Regions from separate parts of the Ovis aries genome. Here region 2 is linked to region 1. Evidence: chromatin contacts called from public Hi-C data. All regions are on one chromosome and are shown on one strand. Each heading gives the region's core, a stretch centred on a gene start, on an enhancer-like site or on the middle of the called end of the contact. The rest is flanking DNA. Distances are from core to core; before and after follow the strand shown. Region 1 holds the start of NUDCD3 (NudC domain containing 3). Region 2 holds the start of POLM (DNA polymerase mu).

Evidence for each region. A called contact is a pair of places that touch in the nucleus more often than the background predicts.
Region 2: a contact with region 1 is called in a Hi-C map of muscle, with 6 times the contacts expected there. The contact joins the promoter of POLM here to the promoter of NUDCD3 in region 1. A contact is called at or near these places in 2 of 16 Hi-C or Micro-C datasets (liver and muscle).

What each region holds. Positions count from the first base shown.
Region 1 is chr4:78,567,348-78,572,759 of ARS-UI_Ramb_v3.0, reverse strand. NUDCD3 (NudC domain containing 3) reads right to left here and starts at 2,180. Exons shown (of 6, transcript XM_004007984.5): 1 at 1,957-2,180. The coding sequence starts at 2,148. It overlaps NPC1L1 (NPC1 like intracellular cholesterol transporter 1), which reads right to left. Exons shown (of 19, transcript XM_004008262.6): 19 at 3,968-5,412.
Region 2 is chr4:78,876,647-78,881,585 of ARS-UI_Ramb_v3.0, reverse strand. It overlaps POLM (DNA polymerase mu), which reads right to left and starts at 3,163. Exons shown (of 9, transcript XM_042248710.1): 1 at 2,872-3,163; 2 at 1,377-1,560; 3 at 748-846. The coding sequence starts at 3,047. LOC121819416 (a long non-coding RNA gene) reads left to right here and starts at 2,884. Exons shown (of 2, transcript XR_006059661.2): 1 at 2,884-2,960.

The DNA.
Region 1 (5,412 bases), core at 931-3,430:
CCCCCTCCCACTCCCACAGCCTCTTGCTTCTCCAGTTCCTTCTCTGGGGTCCTTCTGTCCAAAGGCACCTTCTCTCTGCCGTGCTCCTTCACCTTCAGCTCCTCTCCTTCAAACCACTCAGATTCTTCTACCTCCCATGAGATTCAGTCCCACAATTCAACAGCCTATGGACAGAGACTTCTGTCTGAAATCTCCAATTCAACTTGTCTAAAACTAAGCTTCTTCCCCTAAACTCAGGTGACAGTTCAGTGAATGCATTACCAATATTACAGTGCCCTGGACTGAAACCTTGGGTCACCGCTGGCCCATCCCACCTCTCTCTCTGCCTTGTTCCCCACCTCCACTTTATTAAACTGTTCACCAAGTCTTAACCTTTGAGAGTGTCTAAAACATAGTAGGTGTCTTACATACTGTTACCAGATTCATGAATTACCTCTGTCAGTTTACCTGTAAAACAAGGAAAAAGATCAACCTATTCAGGTTGTTAGGAACAAATGACAACCTAGAACAAAAATTACATAACAACTACTAGGTGCTCAGTAAATGGTCCTTTCTTTTTTCTGCAAAAGATCACCCTAGACAAAAGTGTTGCCACTCTACAATGGATTGGTTAAATAATAGAACAGAAAGATATGGAATCAGAAAAATGAAGTTTTGAGCTCTAGCTCTATGATGAGTTTGGTCAAACCACTTGATCTGCTGAACTAGCACCCTCATTTGCCACATAAAATTCATCCTTATCTACTTCACAGGCTTCCGGGAAATTATTAATTTGCCAAAGGATTTGCTAAAAACCATCTCTGACACACAGTTCTCTGATCACTTGGATGGTACTTAACCACTACAAGGATGAGGAACAGCCTTAAGTTTTCAAACTGAATACCAACCTCACTCCTCATTTGACCATATTATCTCTGGTAGTTATTCAAACATTCTAAGCTTTTGTTTCTTCATGCAGGCACTTAGGAAAGTAATATCGGGCCAACCTGAAGCGAGTAAAAAGACTTCACGAGATAAACCTTTGAAATCACTTCATAAACTGTAAAGTGCTAGACGACAGTGAGAGGTATCGCCAGCATTTCCACCTTCTCAGGTTCCTGGCTCAATGCTTGACTGAGTATCCTCTGTCGATCCCATCAAAATTCCACCTCCTCTACAAAACTCGTCTTCATTTCCAAAAGATCATTTCTATTCCCTTCCTTCCAATGGCTTTGTCAGGTAACAGGCAAAGATCCCTGCTACTGTATTTCATCTCTTTAAATATAGCGTAAGTGTCCCAAGCAGAGAAACCATTATTTAACCATCCGCATAACCAGTGTATCTCTAATGCCTGCAGCGGCTGAGTGTGAACTCTTGCTTATTACATTTCAAATACCCCGTCAACTACAGTGAATGACAGCCTCCAACAATAAGCTTAACCTGGGATGCACACATATATGCTCATATGTAAACTTATTAAGTACTATTATACTATGTCTTCGATGTAAAAAGTCACATTTCAAATAAGAGACCCACACCCATCATACAGCCTCCCTCTCGTCCAGTAGTCGTAATTCTGGGGTGTGCAGGTGTCCGTGCTGCCGCCGCCCCTTCCCCAAGTCTAGCCTGCAGTTTTCATTCTCTGTCACTCGAAGGGTTACGCGCTGCTGGAGCTGACCGGAGCCCTAAGCTTCTGATATCCAAATGCACCCTATCGGACCAAGCTGCTATAGAGCCGGCACCTCTCGCACAGGAGTAAACTGATAACAGACCAGCATCTCGGCAGAAGCCGCGGCCGCAGAAGGCGGGTCGGGGGAAGCGCCAGAGGATGAACTGAGGCCGGCAGCGGAGGAAGCGGCGGGCTCGCAGGAGCCTGAGCTCCCAGAGGGTGGGAGACTACGGGAGCGGGTTCGCGGGGGTCGGGGCTCCCACGATCTTCCCCACCTCACCCCAAGCTTCCCGCCTACCGCGCGTTACCTGCAGCACCAGCGCCTGCGCGGCCCCCGGGGGAAAGCCCATGCGGTCCGACGGGTGGCGCAGCAGGCGGTAGAAGTCCGTTTTGCGGTAGAGGAAGCCGAAAAGCACACGCAGAAAGTCCTGAACGTTGCCCACGTGCTGCAAGATGCCCAGCAGGGCCTGATCGTACAGCTCGGCCGCCCCAGGCTCCATGGCGTCGCCGGCCGGAGGAAAGCTCACTCACTGCGGGCGCGGCCCGGACGCCGGCCTATGGCCACTTCCGGTGCTCTGCAGTAATGGCCTCGGCCGCTAGCGCGCCCGGGAAACTTCCGGTCCGCTCTTGTTCGCCCCCGCGGTGGAGCTGGGCTGGACTGCGCTGGAGCCGACTGGACCCGGGCACCGCCCCTACTGCCCCCGGGCTTCTCGGGCGGTCTCGCTGAGGAGCAGAAGGCCCCGAAGCGCAAGAGGACCCGGGGCTGCGGCATTGAGGGCGCCTAGTGGCCATGTTGGAAACTGGCGGAAAAGTTGTAACGCGGGCAACAACTGTTACGTGAGCCACGCTGTTGTCACGTGGTTTGTGGGCTGTGTTCCAGACTGGATGTCCAGAAACAAGGCGGGACAGCGAGAACATTTTGCTTGAGAGTCCAAAGAGGAAAATGCGACCTTTCTGTTGGTGTGTTTCCCGTTACTAACATAGTCGTGAGTGAAATGCAAGGTGATGTGCATAAATAAAAGAAGACAAGATTGTCAAGTGAGTGCATGTACCAGTATTAAATGGACAGAGCTAGATGCAGAATAGAGAATCTGGTGTGCCATCCTGTGAAATATACATATACGTATGTATATATGTGTGTGTGTAGTATATATGTGTACGCACAGTATATATATACTCACACAGCATGTATACGTGTTCTAAGGGTCTTTCAAAGCATAATCTGAAAATCGAAGCATAACACTCAAATATATAATGAACACATCAGAGATTTATCCATTTTAATTGACAGCTTTTCGAGAAACTGGGTATTTATAACTTTCAGAAAGCAGTAAGATGGCTAGATTGTATACAAAGCTGGCTGGTGTCCTATAAAATGGTGTAGATTATCTTTCCTAGTGGATGGAAATGATTTGCATCTCTACTGGCCTGAGATCTACAAGTTAACATGTTTCTTCATAGTATATGGACTCTAATGAATTGTAAATAAAGTCAAACTCAGATAAATTGCTCTAGAGCAGTGATTCCGAAACTTTTTGGACTTAGGACCTATTTACAGGGGATTCCCTGAGGGTCCAGTGGTTAGGACTCTGCATCAGAGTGCCCAGGTTCAATCCCTGGTCCAGGAACAAAGATCCCGCAAGTGTGGCCATGGCCAAAAGGAGAAAAAAAAGACCCATTTTCATTCTTAAAATATATCAAAGATTCTTTGGAGTCTTCATAAATTTTATGTGTGTTATGTTTATTGATAGTTACCATATTGGACATAAAAACAAAATGTTTAAATATTTATTTATGCATTTTAATATAATAAAAATATGTTAACATTTTTGTAAAGAAGTAAGGTCCTTCGCAAAGAGTCGGACACGACTGAGCGACTGACGGAACTGAACTGAACTGAAGGTTCTTCAGAGCAGTAAAAGTTTATGAGAAACAAAGCATCCTTTAAAATTTTTGCAAATCTCTTTACTATCTAGCTTAATTGAATCGATGACAGCCAGATTCTCATATCTGCTGCATTCACTGCATTGCAGTATGGTATTTTGATTGAAGTATGAGAAACCCAGTCTTATACAAATAGCAGTTTAATTGGCCTTTTCAAATAAATGTATTATTCTTGGAAACTACACCAACATTCAACAAATTGTAGTTTCTTAAAGATTAGTTGCACTGTGAAATCTGAAATTGTATCAATAAACGTCTCCTACTTTGTCACATTAATATCCATTGGTCTGTCCTAATAATTTGAGTGGATCTTTGTTCACAATCTAGTCTCTGTATACACAGAGCAAGGAGAGATGGAAGAAAGAGGCAGACCACTTCAGACTGGTAGGTAGGTTTAATAAGCAAGGACAGTTACTTGTCCTAGGCAGCCACAAGACCAGTATATTTTCACGTCCACTCTGCCAGAATCACAAACGTTTATACAGACACCTTAACTGGGTTCAATCACATACACTATCCAGATGGTCTCAAAAACACCTTCCTTTCTCCAGGTGTTGAGAGGAAGATGTTGTTGAAAACAACTCTCGCTGTGGGAATGGTAGGCAGAGCATACATTACAAGGACAGAGGAAGAGGTGAGGAGTCTCCCATTGCCTGGGTCTAGCTAGAGGGTCAGCCAGGGATCGTGTTCCCCTGAATACCCCCAACAAACTTTTACACACGTGATTTTGTAAAATCAGAATGGAAGAAGGAATGTGATGCAAGAATCTAACTATATTAAAAATGTATAAGGGCTTCCCTGGTGGTCCAGGGGTTAAGAATCCAACCAATGCAAGAGAAATGAGTTCAGTCCCTGGCCCGGGGAATATTCCACATGCTGCAGAACAACGAAACCCGTGCCCCACAACTACTGAACCCACACACCTAGAGCCCGTGCTCTACAACCACAAGGCACTGCAATGAGAAGCCCATGCGCCACAACTAAAGAGTAGCCCCCGATCTCCGCAACTAGAGAAAGCCTGAAGACAGAAACAAAGACCTAGCTCAGCCAAAAATAAACAAATAGATATTTTTTTAGTGTATGAAGCAGCTTCTCTGAAAGGGATACTGACCCCATCTGAAAGATGCTAACCCAAGTAACTTTGGAAAGCAATGGTGTCTATAAGACTAAAGGCAAAAGGAATTGCATGTAAACACTAAATTCTAAAGTTGTTTTCCACAGGAGTGTAGGTTATCATTTCTCAGACTCCTGCGTATGTATAAAGGTAATCAACAACTAAGTAAATGGTGAGGGTTATGGAGCCCGGCTTCTCATTAGTGGCATGAGAGGCTACAGAGAAGCAAGAAAGAAACCTAGAATGATTCATGTGGTTATGGGTTAGAACTGGAGGTATCAGCATAAACTCCTGTTTAGCTTAGTGTAGATACAGATGGCTTTTCATAGAAATATTTCTAGAAATGTGTACATATACAGGTCAGTATTCACATATGTATGCCCTTGCTCTCTCAGCTGAGAGGATCAGAAGCAACAAAGCCCCAGCAGCAACACACACTGAATACCCAGATCCTGATTTCTAAGCTTATCTCCAGATGAAGGACTGGAACTCCTGGGAGAAATGGCTGACTCTAGGACTGGGATAGAAATATACAAGTTGAGCTTATACCATCTTATAATGCCAGGAGATACGGAAGTGCTCAAAAAGGGAGGGAAAACCCACAGTGAAGGGAATATGTCAGAGGGACCTAGGAGCCAACTGGAAGAGTTCCCAATGGCGAAATGTGGAGCAAATAGTCACTATATTAAGACCCAAAGTTAAAAAT
Region 2 (4,939 bases), core at 1,914-4,413, 310 kb before region 1:
ATGCCATGCAGACAAAAAATAAAATAAATTTTCTTAAAAAAACACACATAAGTGAATTCAAAAGTATCTTTTCTGTCATGATAAATTTTCTCAGTGGTAACGTACAAAAGGAAAACTTCACATTTTAAAAAGAAGTGCTCATGCTGAGGGATCCTTTCCCACCATCCCTCACAGTCTGGGCCAATGCCCACTATGCCAGCTACCAGCCTGCCAGACTCCTGGCAGCTCCCTTGGCTGAGTCCTTTCAGTCAGCCTCAGGCAGGTGGTGCAGACCCAATTTACACATGAGGAATGTGGGTGAATAGGGTGGTTTGCTGCTGCCTGGGCACCATCAGTGGCCACAGCTGGGCTCTGAGCCACCCAGTCACCTGCCCTCACCAGGCTCCCAGGCCTCCTTGCCACCCCCCATTCACATTCACAGCTCTGCCCTTCTACATGCAGTGAGCACAAACCTGGACAACCCTGCAGGAGTGTTCTCCGAAGTGGGGCAGGCCCTGCAGCTGGCTCAGGGCTGTGACCGGGCTGGGGAGAGCCTTGAGCACTGAGGCCGCTCTGTAGAAGGAGATCTGGCGGCCTTCACTGCCATCGAAGCCAGCGGCCTCTGCCAGCGTCTCCAGAGCCTCCTGCAGGGAAGGGTCCTTGGTGAGAGGCAGGGATGGCGGAATGCCTTACCCTAACCCTCCCTCCAAGGCTGGGACACGGGAGGGCCTGGCTCCATCCCAGGGAGACACAGGAGCCACAGCTCACCGAGAAGCTGGCATTATGGTGCACGAGGGGTGTGGGACGCTGGCAGGCATAGGGCAGCATCCATGCTGGGCTTGGCATCTTCTTTTTGGGCACAGCCACCTAGGGATGGGCAATGCACAGGCTGCTTTGATGCTGCAGGGTTGGCAAAGGACCAGGCAGCCCTCCAGAGCCCCACCTCTCCTGGTAGGGGGGTCACCTAGGGCTCTCAGGACAGGAGCAGACTCAGAGAGGGCAGAACTGCTCGAGGCACAGGGCAGAGGCCAAAGCAGCGGTAGCGGTGCAATGCTACCTCTCACGGGGCACGTGTTCTGTCACTTCCTCTCAATCAAGTGGGCCTGACGTGCCTATCACCCTCACGTCACAGATGGGGACTCTGAGACCTTGTGGCTCATGGGCAGAGCCAGGATTTGAATGCAGGCAGCCCTGTTCTGAGCCCACACCTGAACCACTCCACTGTGCTCACCCAGGAAGCACTGGGACCTTCCCCATGGTGGTCTGGATGGGGCCCTCACTGCCCAACTCACAGGAAGGACACTGAGCCACTGCTGCCATGTCACCTGTCCCAGCTGAGGTCTGGCCAGCCCTGGGGCTTCCTCAGTGGCTCTACCCTAAGCCTCCACCCGGCTCACCTCCAGGCGGTGCCGGCACTCCACAGGGACAGGCTGCCCAGCGGCCATGCTCTCTGTGAACCAACTTATGTCTAAAAGCACTGGGCGGGTACAATCTGGAGGAAGAGCCGATGTCTTGCGCTCCTGCCAGCAGACAGCCTCCTCTGCTGAGGTCCCCTCCATCACCACGTGTGTCACCTCTGGGCTGGGTGGAGGGAAGAGATTGTGAGGTCTGGAGCCCTGTCCCAGGCCTGCCATTTTTCCTGCTCCATTCTACATCTCCAAGCCTTCGCCAATACTATCCCCTCTGCCTGGTGAGCATCTGTTCATTCCAGATTTTCAGCCCCTCCTCCTGGCAGCCAAACATCTCCATCACTCCAGCATCTGCTGAGCTGTGGCTCTCTGGTCTAGCTAGGATCACAAGCCCAACCCTTTTTTGGTGTTAATTTGTCTGTCTTCTTCTCCCCGAAACCCAGAGAAAGGAGAGGCCAGGGGCCTGGGGTCCAGGAAGCAGGGTGGGTGGGGGTGGGTGGGTCCTACTTCCAAGTGCTAGAGACAGACTACTTGGCTTTGAACTTCAGCTCTGCCCCACACTTGCTCTGTGCCCTTGGGCACATCATTTATCTCTGTACTTTTGACTTCCAACTCTGCAAAGCAGAGATATTAATACATCTACTTTGTAGGCTTGCTGTAAAGATTAAACGAGCTAATAATAAGCAAAAGGGCTTAGATAGTGCCCAGCACACTCGAGGCTGCTGTCATCATCCTGAGTGGGTCTGCAACAACCCTGGGTATAGCTAACTAAGCTTCAGGGGGACTGGTCCCTAGGTTCACTTTGCTCTCTCAACTTCAAAAACGATGGAAACCCTCCTGCCTTACTCTTAGCATTGCTTCTGTGACCCTTTTGCTTGGTTTAATTCTACTCTTGGAAGTCTCACTTAAATCCCTTTCTCAGCTCTGAGGAAAGAGATCTGTTTAGCTAACAGGGCAAGATGAATTCACCTAATGAAACGTTACTAACCCAACATACACCCGCATGATTTTACAAAGCCTCCGGCATGTTCTCTCCTTGTCCTACAGAAACACTCCTGGCCATAACTGCTAACACTCTTTTACAAAAAAAGAAAATTAACAAAACCCATATGACTGACCACGAAGTGCCAGGGTTAACTTGGAATACAAAAACCTCAGGTGCCCCTCCGCCCCAGGGTCAGCTGCGAGGGAGTCTTTTCAGATCTCAATATCCTCAGCTGTAAGGTAACACCGTGTATAGTGGCTGGTCAGCTGCAAAATTCCTAGCCGGGTCATTTTGTGCTCAGGCCCTCACGCCACGCAGCAGCGCCCCCCGGCCGGCCCGGCGCGACAGCGCGGTGATACAGATATGGGCGTGCCACATTCCTAGGTGAGGCGAGGCCTTTGGCCAGCCCCCGCCCCGCGCCCCTCGGAAAGAAAGCCCTGGAAAGGAGGCCCCGGGCGGGTGACCCCGCCTAGCGGCAGCTTCGCCACGACCGCGCACCTGTAGGCACTCAGGACGCGGAAACCCTTGGAGACAGCCAGGCGTGTGAGAAAAGCCTGGCGACTGCGGCCCATGTGTGGCTCGGCCAGGTAGATAGTGACCCCCGGGAAGCGCGCCGCGGAAGAGGGGGCGGAGCTGGGGGACGCGACCCGCGCTCGCCGTCGTTTCGGTAGCATTAGGGCTCCGGCCACCCGCGGCGGCCAGCGAAAGCAGCGGAAGCCTGGACAGAAGCCAGAAAAAAGCGGGCGGAAGGCTGACAGAAGCCGGAAGCGACAGCGGGCGGAAGCCGACTGGAAGGGGAAGTGGCTCCCGGCTCTACTTAAAGAGGCAGGCCCCGCCCCCTGCAAATTAAGTCTCCGGGTGGTTCTCTCCCCCTGGGTCTTTCGGAGCGAGGTGGAGGTTGGCTTTAGAGGCCCCGCCTCTATGCAAATAGAACCGGAGCGCACACCTTTTATTTAAATTACCCTCGTAGAAAGTCCTCTCCCCTTCGTGGGACCACCCGGGTGGAGAGACTAGGGTTAGGGGTGGGAGCTGAGAGGGAGGAGGTGGGAGGTAAGAAAGACTTCCTCGACGCGGGTCAGGGGCTTTGTCCTCGGAGGGTGGAGGTGAAGTCGCGGTAGTGGTATCTGGGGTTGTCCTGAACGCAAGGGTGGGGAAAGGGGGGGTTAGTGGTCGGTCGGTGGCTGGTGGGAGTGGAATAGTTCTCAGGAGCGGAATATCCACTCCACCTCTTTCCCTTCGCCTCCTCCGATTGGATCTGGCAGGACAGATGGGCCGCGGAAACCTGGCGACGAGGGGTCCTTGGACCCCGGGCCCCGGCAAACGCGCTAGCTTGAAGCGTGCTGGTGGAGTGGTCTCTTCAAACCCCGGGAAAGGCTTTTCAGTCTTTTTCAATCGAACGGTGTTAGGACGACTGGCCGGCCATTTGGAAAAATAGAAGTTGGCTCCCTCACGCTTAACACCAAAATAAAATCCAGATGGATCAAACATTCAAATCTAAGAAAGAAACAACACAAAAAATGTGCTGGGAAGTCGATGAATGTTTTTTCAGCCCTAAGTATCACAATAAACCTGGAGACACTAAAGGAAAAAATGATAAGCTTGACATACATATTTTAAATTATTTAAAAATTAAAAGGCAAACGGGGGAAATACTGTGACACATTTTGAATTTAATTTCTGTAATTAAGAAATTGTTCACAGATAAATAAGGAAAATACAATGAGCAAGAACACCAGTAGTCAATTTACAGAAGAAAGTCTTCTCAAAAACATACCAGGGACTTCCCTGGTGGTCCAGTGGTTAAGATTCCGCCTTTCCACTGAAGGATGTGTGGGTTATATCCTTGGTGGGAGAACTAAGATTTGCCTATGTCCCACAGCCAAACGATTTTTTTTTTCCCTTTTAAAAACAAACAAAAAAAACACATACCAGATTGCCTGACAGGTCCAATCACCACACAAGGGCAAATTTAAATGAATATTTTTACCTGTCACATTAACCAATGTTTACAAATTGATCACACATGAGGGAATTGGCAATTTGTAGGAGGGACTCTTTGGAAGCCAATTTAGCAACCATACCCAACAAAATGAAAACAGAAATCTCACCCCACAATTCCTTTTCCAAGATTGGTATTGCATTGAATCTCTAGATCAGGTTGAGAAAGCAGACATCTTAACAACATTGAGTGTTGTGTCTCTCCTATTTTCAGGCACTACATTTTGGAATCTCTTTGTTATACCATGTGATGTCGTTCATCTCCGTCCCCCACTCCCCACACCCCACAACCCTTCACTAGTCAGTGGACACAGGGCTGAGGGAGGCAGGTGCCTGAGACCAGGTCCCCTCTGGCCCTCCCCACCAGCTCCCAGTCTGCTCTCCTGGGCCCAGCACACACACTGTGAAGCTGGGAGGCCTGGGATGCAGACCCTCTCATTTCCCATCCTCATTTCTCCTCCTGCCATGTGGGAAGGGGGAGCTCCCAGCTTCTTTGTAAGGGAGTTACTTCCCCATCTGCGGGTGCTGCCTTTCCTCAGGGAGCAGTAGTCTATTCCCTGAAACCACT